Linked DNA regions of Mus musculus: all the other regions are linked to region 1. Evidence: chromatin contacts called from public Hi-C and promoter capture Hi-C data. All regions are on one chromosome and are shown on one strand. Each heading gives the region's core, a stretch centred on a gene start, on an enhancer-like site or on the middle of the called end of the contact. The rest is flanking DNA. Distances are from core to core; before and after follow the strand shown. Region 1 overlaps Cacna1d (calcium channel, voltage-dependent, L type, alpha 1D subunit). Region 2 overlaps Cacna1d (calcium channel, voltage-dependent, L type, alpha 1D subunit). Region 3 overlaps Cacna1d (calcium channel, voltage-dependent, L type, alpha 1D subunit).

Evidence for each region. Hi-C and Micro-C count contacts between places; a contact is called where the count stands out from the background. Capture Hi-C pulls out chosen DNA fragments and counts their contacts.
Region 2: a contact with region 1 is called in a Hi-C map of muscle stem cells, with 1.9 times the contacts expected there. The contact joins two enhancer-like sites. A contact is called at or near these places in 3 of 484 Hi-C or Micro-C datasets (centroblasts, muscle stem cells and nephron progenitors), 2 of 115 datasets of contacts at active chromatin or transcription factors (bone marrow-derived macrophages and large pre-B cells) and 3 of 9 other capture datasets (adipose tissue, liver and pancreatic islet).
Region 3: a contact with region 1 is called in a promoter capture Hi-C map of pancreatic islet. The contact joins two enhancer-like sites. A contact is called at or near these places in 4 of 484 Hi-C or Micro-C datasets (bone marrow-derived macrophages, centrocytes, hematopoietic stem and progenitor cells and 1 more), 3 of 115 datasets of contacts at active chromatin or transcription factors (bone marrow-derived macrophages, embryonic stem cells and large pre-B cells) and 3 of 9 other capture datasets (adipose tissue, liver and pancreatic islet).

Annotation. Positions count from the first base shown.
Region 1 is chr14:30,171,970-30,175,077 of GRCm38.p6, forward strand. All of the region lies in intron 7 of Cacna1d (calcium channel, voltage-dependent, L type, alpha 1D subunit), which reads right to left. Among named protein-coding and RNA genes, the nearest start is that of Gm52107, 51 kb to the right of the region's middle. Within about 2 kb of position 1,477, at least 12 of the 459 cell types and tissues checked have an H3K27ac peak or open chromatin away from gene starts, as enhancers often do. A contact at or near this core is called in muscle stem cells and pancreatic islet, where this site is marked.
Region 2 is chr14:30,290,881-30,293,988 of GRCm38.p6, forward strand. All of the region lies in intron 3 of Cacna1d (calcium channel, voltage-dependent, L type, alpha 1D subunit), which reads right to left. Among named protein-coding and RNA genes, the nearest start is that of Cacna1d, 61 kb to the right of the region's middle. Within about 2 kb of position 1,636, at least 58 of the 459 cell types and tissues checked have an H3K27ac peak or open chromatin away from gene starts, as enhancers often do. A contact at or near this core is called in muscle stem cells and pancreatic islet, where this site is marked.
Region 3 is chr14:30,260,257-30,263,364 of GRCm38.p6, forward strand. All of the region lies in intron 3 of Cacna1d (calcium channel, voltage-dependent, L type, alpha 1D subunit), which reads right to left. Among named protein-coding and RNA genes, the nearest start is that of Gm52107, 38 kb to the left of the region's middle. Within about 2 kb of position 1,460, at least 12 of the 459 cell types and tissues checked have an H3K27ac peak or open chromatin away from gene starts, as enhancers often do. A contact at or near this core is called in pancreatic islet, where this site is marked.

The sequences.
Region 1 (3,108 bases), core at 227-2,726:
AAGTACAAGATTTAGTACGAAAAATGACCCAAAGATGACGAGACTGACAAAATACACCCAGGGCAATTCAAATCCCATAGCATCATTCATCTGTAAGAAATAAGATGGGCTCATAGGAGTGGGTTAATAGGGGAATCCAGTGAGGAGAGGGTCACATTAGAGAGAACAGTCTATACATTGGATTAAACATTTACTTAGATGGAGACAAGAGCAGCCAGCAGACATTCATTACGCATTCCAAACACACACAGGCACACACACACAGAGTCATACAAGCATGCCTGCACACACATACACACAAGCACACAAGCATGCCTGCACATACACACACTAAGACTCATAGAGGCTTCAGGCCAAACAGCAAATCCTGGTCCCAGGTAGGGAAAGGAGATCTGGCTCTGGCTCAGGCCACTGTACTGGTGAGCAGTTTCCAGGGCAAGCCTCAGTAGAAGATGGAGCCAGTTGCTTCTCTGATTCTGAGCTGATGCTCTGTCCCAGTCAGTCCTAACTGCTTTTTAAAACTTGGTGGAAAAGTCCTAACCTACAACATTTGACTCTATAAGCTCTTCAAAACAAAGCCAAAAAAACTAGCTTGACATGGTGGCACACACCTTTGATCCAGCATGGCTAGCCTAGTCTACACCGAATTCAGGCCAGCCAGGTACACAGTGAGACTCACTCTCAAAATAAATAAATCTAAAATAATCACCATCTGTTTGGAGATAATCATCCTAACTATCTACCCAAGGGAGCCTAGCCTTCTGTAGGTTTGGATTATCTGCAGCCAGCAAACTAGATAAAAATGGAATAAATGAATGAATACTTAGTACAACTAAAAAAGCAAGAAAATGTTCCCAAGGCCACTAGCTGACATGTGCTCAGGGATAACATTGGGAATTGTTGTTTTGTTTGTTTGTTTGTCTCAGCTGTACCCATTAAAAGAACTCCAACTCTGACCTGGAAGCTGTTCAAAAAAGCAGGACCGAGCCAGAGGAGCACCTGACTCAACTGCTCATTCAGACATGGTGTCCTCGTCAGACTTCCCTGGGGAATGGCTGGGAGTGAGCAGCCTGCACACAAGTGCTTTATGGATCGTAGCTGGATGGGACTTTCCAGTAGCCCAGGTCAGCGTTCAGTGGGATGAACTGAATATTAAACACTTCCTTAAGGAGGAAGGGGGTGTTAAGGACCAACCAGGTAACAGCATAGATCTTCTCCAGGAAAATTCTCTCCTCTGCAGGAGTAGCCTGGATTTTCAGTTAGACAAGGGTCTGCAGGGTAAGCCCATCGCTCTTGTCTAGCAGGTGCAAACCCTCAGGGTTTTAAGCCCTGTGCCTTTTTGCACGTTTTCTGCTTCCAGCTTTTAGCTTTACAGAAAGGCTCATGCATTTCACAATATTTGCCTCATGCTGAAGCCAAACAGGAAAAGGGAACACACACACACACACACACAAAAAGACCTAACATCTGTTGCTGAACTCTCCAGAGGGCATTGCCTCCCTTACGGAACACCTGTTTGGCCACATGAAAACTGACGTGCTTAACAGAACCCTCTCCATCTTCACATCAGCAATTGGAGGAATGAATGAGCCGGGGCCACAGCTCCAATGGTTGATCTAATTAAGTTGGATAAGCCAATTTCAGCAGGAAGGCAGAGGGCGAGTCTTCCAGAGCAGCGACACTGCCAAACCCATCTCAAAATCCACATGTAGGGAAGAAACAGGCTGCTTGGTGTGGTGGCCAGAGCGGTGGCCTTAAATCAATACCTGTGACAGAGATGTCTAACCTCCACTGGAGCCGGGTGTATACGTGGCAGAGGAGAGAGTGCCCTAGTGCGGGGCTCCCATTAGACACCTTACTCTTGAGACTGGCAAAGTCTGCTGGCTTGGCCATCTGTCTCATCTGCCCTTCTCAGGCCTTGGCAAGTTTCAGAGTAGGGCTCTGATAAGAGCTGTATGTTCCACTGCAGAGGGAACATCTTATTTGAATTTCTTAGGACGGGGTGCTCTGTGGACTTGCACATTCTCAAATCACTGCCACCCAGAAGGGCAGCTGGAGAGGACTGAGGGGAGGCGGGAGCTAAGCACAACTGGCTGGAGCATCTCTTCTCTTTGCCCGAAGAGATGCAACTTAAGTGCTCAGGGCCAGTCTTTCTCCCTGCACAGCAAGCAGAAGGCTGAGTCCTTAAAGCTATGCATACACATAGGTCATCCTCACAGTTACTAGGCTGATCCCCATACCCACATCAAACATACATTCTCTGCCCAGGGCTTTGTGTGCATGCTCTTCACAACGATGGAGGCACCAGCCCGAGAGAAAGCATTTCGATTTAGATTCTTTTTTTTTTTTTAAGTCTCATCATAGAGGGCCACTTGGCACCCAAGACAATTTAGGTTACTTCAATTTTCTCTTATTTTAAGGGACTAAGTGCCCATGTATGTCTCAGGTCAAGGGAAAGCATAAGGCCTTTTGCTTTCCTAACCCTGGGAAACTGCTAGAGTGCCTCAGAGCATGGCCCGTGGGGAAGGAAAGCCTTGGCTGTGGGGGCACAGAAGAATGTCCCTCCCAGGTGCTTTGACTGAGAGGAGCTGTCAGGTGATGACAAGTACTTCAGACTAAGGTCGGCCTGCACGCTCATAGCCCTGTGTACATCTGAAGAAAAAGTTGGGTGCTAACACAGGGTGCCACTCAGATAAACAGCACTCTCCTAAAACCAACCCTTTGCCATTAACTTCCTACATTCAAAACATCTCCTCTAAAACAAACAAGCAAACAAACAAACAAAACCCTCTAAGTTGAAGGAAAAAAGACCCTCTAACTGTGCATATTGTAGCCAAGGGCATGAAGGCCCAGGGGACCCAAGAACCTGCCTTGTCCAGCTCTTTCTCTGCACAGCACTGCCATCTCCATGGGCAAGGCATCCGTGTGAGGCAAACATCACTTTAAATGTGTTTGGGAAGCTCACTTGATGAAAAATCTGCAATACATTTCCCCACCAAGCCCATGATCCCAACTTGCCACGTCTCCAAATAGCTCGGCTCCAGGTGCGCCTTTGTGCACATCCCTTTCCAAGACCCTGCCAGACATTTGCCAGAGAGACTTGAGAAT
Region 2 (3,108 bases), core at 386-2,885, 120 kb after region 1:
ATAATGCAAGTTTTAGTTTGAAATACACATATCTCTTAAGATTGAGTCAACATACTTGATTCCCTGGTCATGAGCCTAATACACACACACACACATATGTGTGTGTGTGTGTGTGTGTGTGTGTGTGTGTGTGTGTGTATGGCTAAATATTCCAGCATTTGGGAGCCTATGGATGAATGTACAAGATGTATCAAATGGACATAGTAACAAATGCCCATAGTTTCAGTGCTTAGAAAGAGGAGGAAAGATGATTGGCTATACTTGGTTACACAGTAAGTTTCAGACCAGCCTGGTTATATAGAAAGACCCTGCCTTTCACGTAGAAAAGAAAAAGTAAGAACAAAAACTATTAAGTGTTACACTGTTTTAATTGACTTGGGAAGAAAGTGGCTCTCATAACAAATTTTAATACAACTATTTCTTTTTAAGTATATGTGTGTGTGTATGTATAACATATACATATAATATTATAACATATTAGTATATATTTGTTATGTTATATACACATATATGCATCTATGTATATACACATATAAATATATACATATATATGTATGTATATATAAAATCAGAGTGGAAACGCACACCTTATATTGAGGTCTCTGCTACAACCAGTCTAAAGGCACTGGAGCATGCATCTGAGCAGGCTGCTGTCTCTAGGGACAGTGACAGTCACAACTGCAGTGGCAGCACTGCTAAGGCTTCCCACATCAGCGCATGCGTCCTGCAGGAGCTTGCTCTTCACATGCAGGAGCATGTGGCAAGTGCATAAGTCAGTTGCTGCATCCATGTAAACTGTGCCTTCTATACAACTTACTGAGGGCTGGGTCTATGTGAACAAAAGCCTCACCTAATTAGTCAGAGAAGTCAGGATTTATTCAAACCTTCACTAAAATAGCTCCACTAATTGGTAGTGAGGCCACTCTGCATCCGTGTGTCAGCTGAAGTGTCTGAAACGGCATCAGTTTAACTTTTTCTGCAGCTGAGATCACTACTCCACAGAATCTCTTGGTGTCCCTGCTCTAACACACGGGAAGACAGCCTGACTGCTATGGCAAGCAGCTGCTGACGTGGCCAGGAAGTTCTCATTAGAACCTGAGAGCAGCTGCTCTTACCCAGGTGCAGTTTCCTTCCTGGAGCCCTGGGTTCCTTAGGCCCTCGGCAGGTACCCGCACTGGGCCTCACACAAGTATAAGACACAGTTACTGATCTGAGAAAGTTTGGGTTTATGGAGACAGAAATCTCACAAGAAAGCTAGGTGCAACACATGCCTATAACCCTAGCTCTCTGAAGGCTGAGACAGAAAGATCACAAATTCCAGGCCACTCTTGTTAAGAGAAGAGACAAGGGGAAGAGAAAGGGGAATAGAAAGGGAGATGGTATGAGGGGAATGAGAGGGAGGAGTTAGAGGAGGAGGCAGAGAGGGGGGTGGGGACGGAAGAAGGAAGGAAAGGGGAAGACTACATTGTCTTACAGTTTATCATGGCAATTCTAAATTCAGAGTGGAAGATGCTTAAGAGAAGGAAGGCTCCCCTCCCTAATACCAAGAAGAAACAAAAGAAAATTCTCTGCAAAAGGAATAGGAGCAGAAGAACTCACGTCAGTGGAAGAGGGCAGTGTGCACTGTTCCTGAACCAGCTGCAAACTAAGGCAGCAGAATGGAGAGAGGACTGTGGAGAGAAGTAGTCTGCATCCTTTAAAAAGAACCTAGTACTGTTCCTTTACTAAATGGACATGCTGTCAAATTGCATTCTAAATATTTAAGTTTACGTCCACAGACCCAGGCTGCACTCAGCCACGGTGAGGGAAGCTTCGTTTTGCAGTGGGCAGGAGCCAATGGAGAGATGCATCACTGGTCACAGTGCTCAGCCCGCAAACAGGCTCTCTTTATTAACCTTACTATTATCAAGGGCCAGTCACACTACAGAAGTTGGGCAGAAAGAATAGAAGAGCCAGAGTACGTGGAGGAGTCTGTGAAATGCTGTTTTCCGGGCATGACCTGGCTGTCACAATCATGAACTCACAGCAGCTGTTGCTACTTGCATAAGACCTGTATAAAATCAAATCAGCCAAAACCCTGGCAACTGACGGGGTAGGTGATCTCTAGGCCGAGGCCCTTTCTGAAGAGGTGCCGGCCGTGGATAAAGTTGCTGAAGAAGAGAGAAACTCTTTGATTTTTCTTAGTATGTTTTTTTCAAACAGGATCTCTCTATGTAGCCTTGGCTGTCCTAGAGCTCACTATGCAGGCCAGGCTGGCCTCAAACCCTTAGAGATCTGCCTGCTTCTCTCTTGAGTGATGTGATTAAAGGATGTGCTACCACACCTGGCTCTGGAGACCCTTCTTTATTGAAGACAAAGCCACTAGTAGATTTCCCATGCTTTGGTAGATGGCCCCACACCTACACACATTTATATAGCACTAATTAAATATACTAAGTTGAAGAAGAAGAAGAAGAAGAAGAAGAAGAAGAAGAAGAGGAGGAGGAGGAGGAGGAGGAGGAGGAGGAGGAGGAGGAGGAGGAGGAGGAGGAGACATTATGTTGGAAGGAAGACATATTCTAGAGTCTATGGAGGAACCAGAAGATGAAAATGGGAGTTAGATATAGTCAGGTTTCATGATATACATGTACTAATTTGTCAAAAATAAAGAAAAAGTGAAAATGGAAACATCAGCAAAAATAAATAAAAACAAAATACTTAAAGAAAAAAGAGAGGCAGAGGATCAGAGGTGAGGAGGACACAACGTCTGTCCCCAACACCGGGACCCAGCCAGCCCCACAACACCCAGAGGAAGCTCTACTCCCAGGTGCTCCAACACACCCAGGATAATAGGATCAGAGGTGAGGAGAACACAATATCTGTCTCAACACCACCTGGAGTAACTTGGACCAGCAGGGCCCAGGCATGCAGGAACTCCGCCAGACCAGTGGCATGGATTCCTTCGGGTCTGTTCTGGCTAGCGCCCTAAGCAGACCTTGGGAGCAAACTCCGCAGCCAGCCCCACAACAACCAGAGGCAGCTCCACTCCCAGGCACTCTAACACACCCAGGATCAGAGGATCCCAGGATCCCAGGACCTTGGTCACACCAGGATCTCAAGGTCCCAAAG
Region 3 (3,108 bases), core at 210-2,709, 88 kb after region 1:
CATACTTATCTGAACACAAAGGAAGACCCTTCTATAGGAAGGACCCCCTTTCCAGTTCATGTAGAAGGCAAGGTAAAACAAGAGACATGTCAGGACAGTCACAGAGCATCATGGGAGGATGCATGCCCGCCAAGACTAGAATGCTAAGTAGGGCCGCAGAGCCTGAGCACACAGCACCAGAGGCCTCAGATGGGAGCTGACCCAGAAATCCACATAGGTGGTGAGAGTAGCAGAAGCTCCAGGAGCCAGCTGTGGCAAGACATCCAGATGTTATTCTTACTTCCCTGAGATGAGGGTAATCTGAACCCAGCTTCACTTGGCCTCTTCTCTGAAAACCCCAGCCTATGAGGCATTTCTGGTGCATGGGCTGAACTCACTGACGGGGCAGAGGAGAGGAGGAGAGGACAAGGCTTAGCGGTACGGCTTGACTACTACCCAACCCTTGGACACTGGGTCTGCTTCTCACCACGTCTTAATGACCCTGTATTTAAATTAGATGCAACTTAGTATCTTTCCAGCCTTGACATTAAAGAAAGGCATGGGATATTTAGCATTTGTCCTGTTTCAGACTGCTCATGGCCCTGAGCAGGTTACAGAGGCAAGGTCAAAAGGAGACTTTTTAGTCGGCAACTAAGTTTGGAACATAAGATACAAAATAACTGTTAAGTGAAAGAAACAATCTCAGCAGTGTGTGATGTGTGTGTGTGTGTGTGTGTGTGTGTGTGTGTGTGTACTTGCCTGGAGAATATAAAATAGATAGAAAGTTAACCTTGCTTACTTCAGGGCTACCTCCTGTGGATAAGTATCAAGAGTATGCTGTGATTTCCAAGTTTTCTATATTGACAATATATCTTTATTACACACATTACATATGCATTTATCTAGGTACAATAAAGTACCTCTTTTCCAGGAGATTGGGGAAGGTGTGTCTGTTAGCCACATCCAGTATCACAGGGTCCCATCACTTTTTGACTATAAGAGAAGGCACTCATTGTGTGTGGATGTCAACCAGTCCCAAGAATTACAGTGCCCCACCCCCAACCCATCCATATAAGCTATCTTTGAGGGGGACAGGGCAGCAACAGTGGTACAGCTGGACAGCAGGATTCTTCTGGGCTGAGACAGGACACCTGGCCTCTCTCTAGGTACGACTGGTCCGGTGATTGGTCGGGCAGCCAGACCTGGCTCCTCCACCTGCTGCTCGGTGGGCCTCACCCGCTCTCCTAGCACATCCTAACTTCACTGCCATGTCCCAACCACTATGCTGAACATAATATATATCAAACACACCTCGGAGATGCTGAAGAGAAAGGGTGGAGTTGAGATTAAAAATGACCAACCACCACAGCACACGAAAGCAGGAGCGTCTCATGTGTGCACTCATCCACTGGACAAACATGAAGTACCTGCCCCCGTGCCCAGCACTGGGCTATGTCAAGTAAATCAACACTGAGTTAAATACACAGAGTCTGCCTCTCCTTAGTCCCTACTGCCAAAACAAGCCAACTGCAGTTAATGAACGCGCTCTAGTACAAAGCTGCCTTTGGCCAGGAGGAAATCCCAGCTCATATGACAGTGAACTTTCCTCCTCTAGTCAGGAAGAGGGATTTTCAGATGCCTATTTACTTAATTACCCAAACAAGTCCATGCTGTGTAGACAGCAATGTGGTGGGCCTGGGAAGGCACAAATGAGCTGGCCAAGTATGAATGAAGTGCTTTCTCTATTCCCTGGGTCCGTGACTGAGAGCAGCTGGCAGCAATACTGATAACTCAGTGCTGAGCACCCCTGGAGCCTCACTATCAGAAGAACAGTGTAGCAGTGTCGAGCAACACTGTCTACTGAGAAGCGATAATGTACCAGTACTGGAAACTCAGTTCCAATGTATCAGTACTGGAAACCCTGTTCCAAGCGCATTCAGTGGAAGAACAGTGTAGCAGCACTAAGCCTCAGTACTGAGCACCAAGTACAAAGCACTCACTGTCTGTGGAAGTGCGGTGTCCAGGCGAAATCAGACACAAGTCTGTCAATGAGGATTAAATGAAAAATACAAGGGCTCATGTGACTCTTGTTACTTCGTGGGCTTCCCCTTTGTTGAATTTGCATTCCTTCTCAATCCCTTCCCATGGAAAAGTCAGTTTGAGTGTGGCATGTATGGATGCTACTAAATTCTTCATTCATAAGAGGCTGTGCAGAGCAGAGAGTGCCACACTGGTGACAGCTGGCAGGCGGCATCATGAGAGCAAGCGAGCCATGCGGTCTGGGTGTGCTGTACCTGTCTGAAGCCATCTTCATGGTTACAGCAGCCCCCTTTCTGTCCTTGTTCTAAGTCTTGGCCTGGCTCCTTCTTAAGCAAGCCAAGATGGGTATCATCTCATGATAGCCCCAGCATCATTTGTCATGGGGTTATCATCTCATGATAGCCCCAGCATCATTTGTCACGTGGGGCCTAACTGCCTCGCCTCCACCTTGTATCCTTACAGACAAGGAGCATTAGAAGCCTAGGCCATCTGCCCATCCCACTCTATCAAAGCCCCACCTGACAAAGACAGAGGCAATAGTAGCTGGCTGGGAACAGAGGTTAAGTCAGGAAAACCTTGATTCATGCACGGGCCATTTTGTTTTGTTTTTGTTGTTGTTGTTGTTTGTTTTGTTTTGTTTGTTTTGTTTGTTTTCCGGGTTTTTGTTGTTGTTGTTGTTTGTTTGTTTGTTTGTTTTTTGATTTTCGAGACAGGGTTTCTCTGTGTAGCCCTGGCTGTCCTGGAACTCACTCTGTAGACCAGGCTGGCCTCGAACTTAGAAATCTGCCTGCCTCTGCCTCCCAAGTGCTGGGATTAAAGGCGTGAGCCACCATGCCCGGCTCGCACGGGCCATTTTGAAATCACTAAGTGAATACAGTTTTGATCATTTCTATGTTGGCAGAAGATGAAATAAATTCCCCCATGAATCTTTGTGAAAAAACCAAGCAGCCACTTCCGAAGCCTTGCAGAGGACATCCTTTCCTAAGTGATGGGGTTTTTGGGTCAGGTGTCAAGCATGCGGCCCCTTTAGCTGGGGTGCGCTACAATAACAAGGCCTTTTAAGTAAAAGAAACCAAAATAGAAAACTCC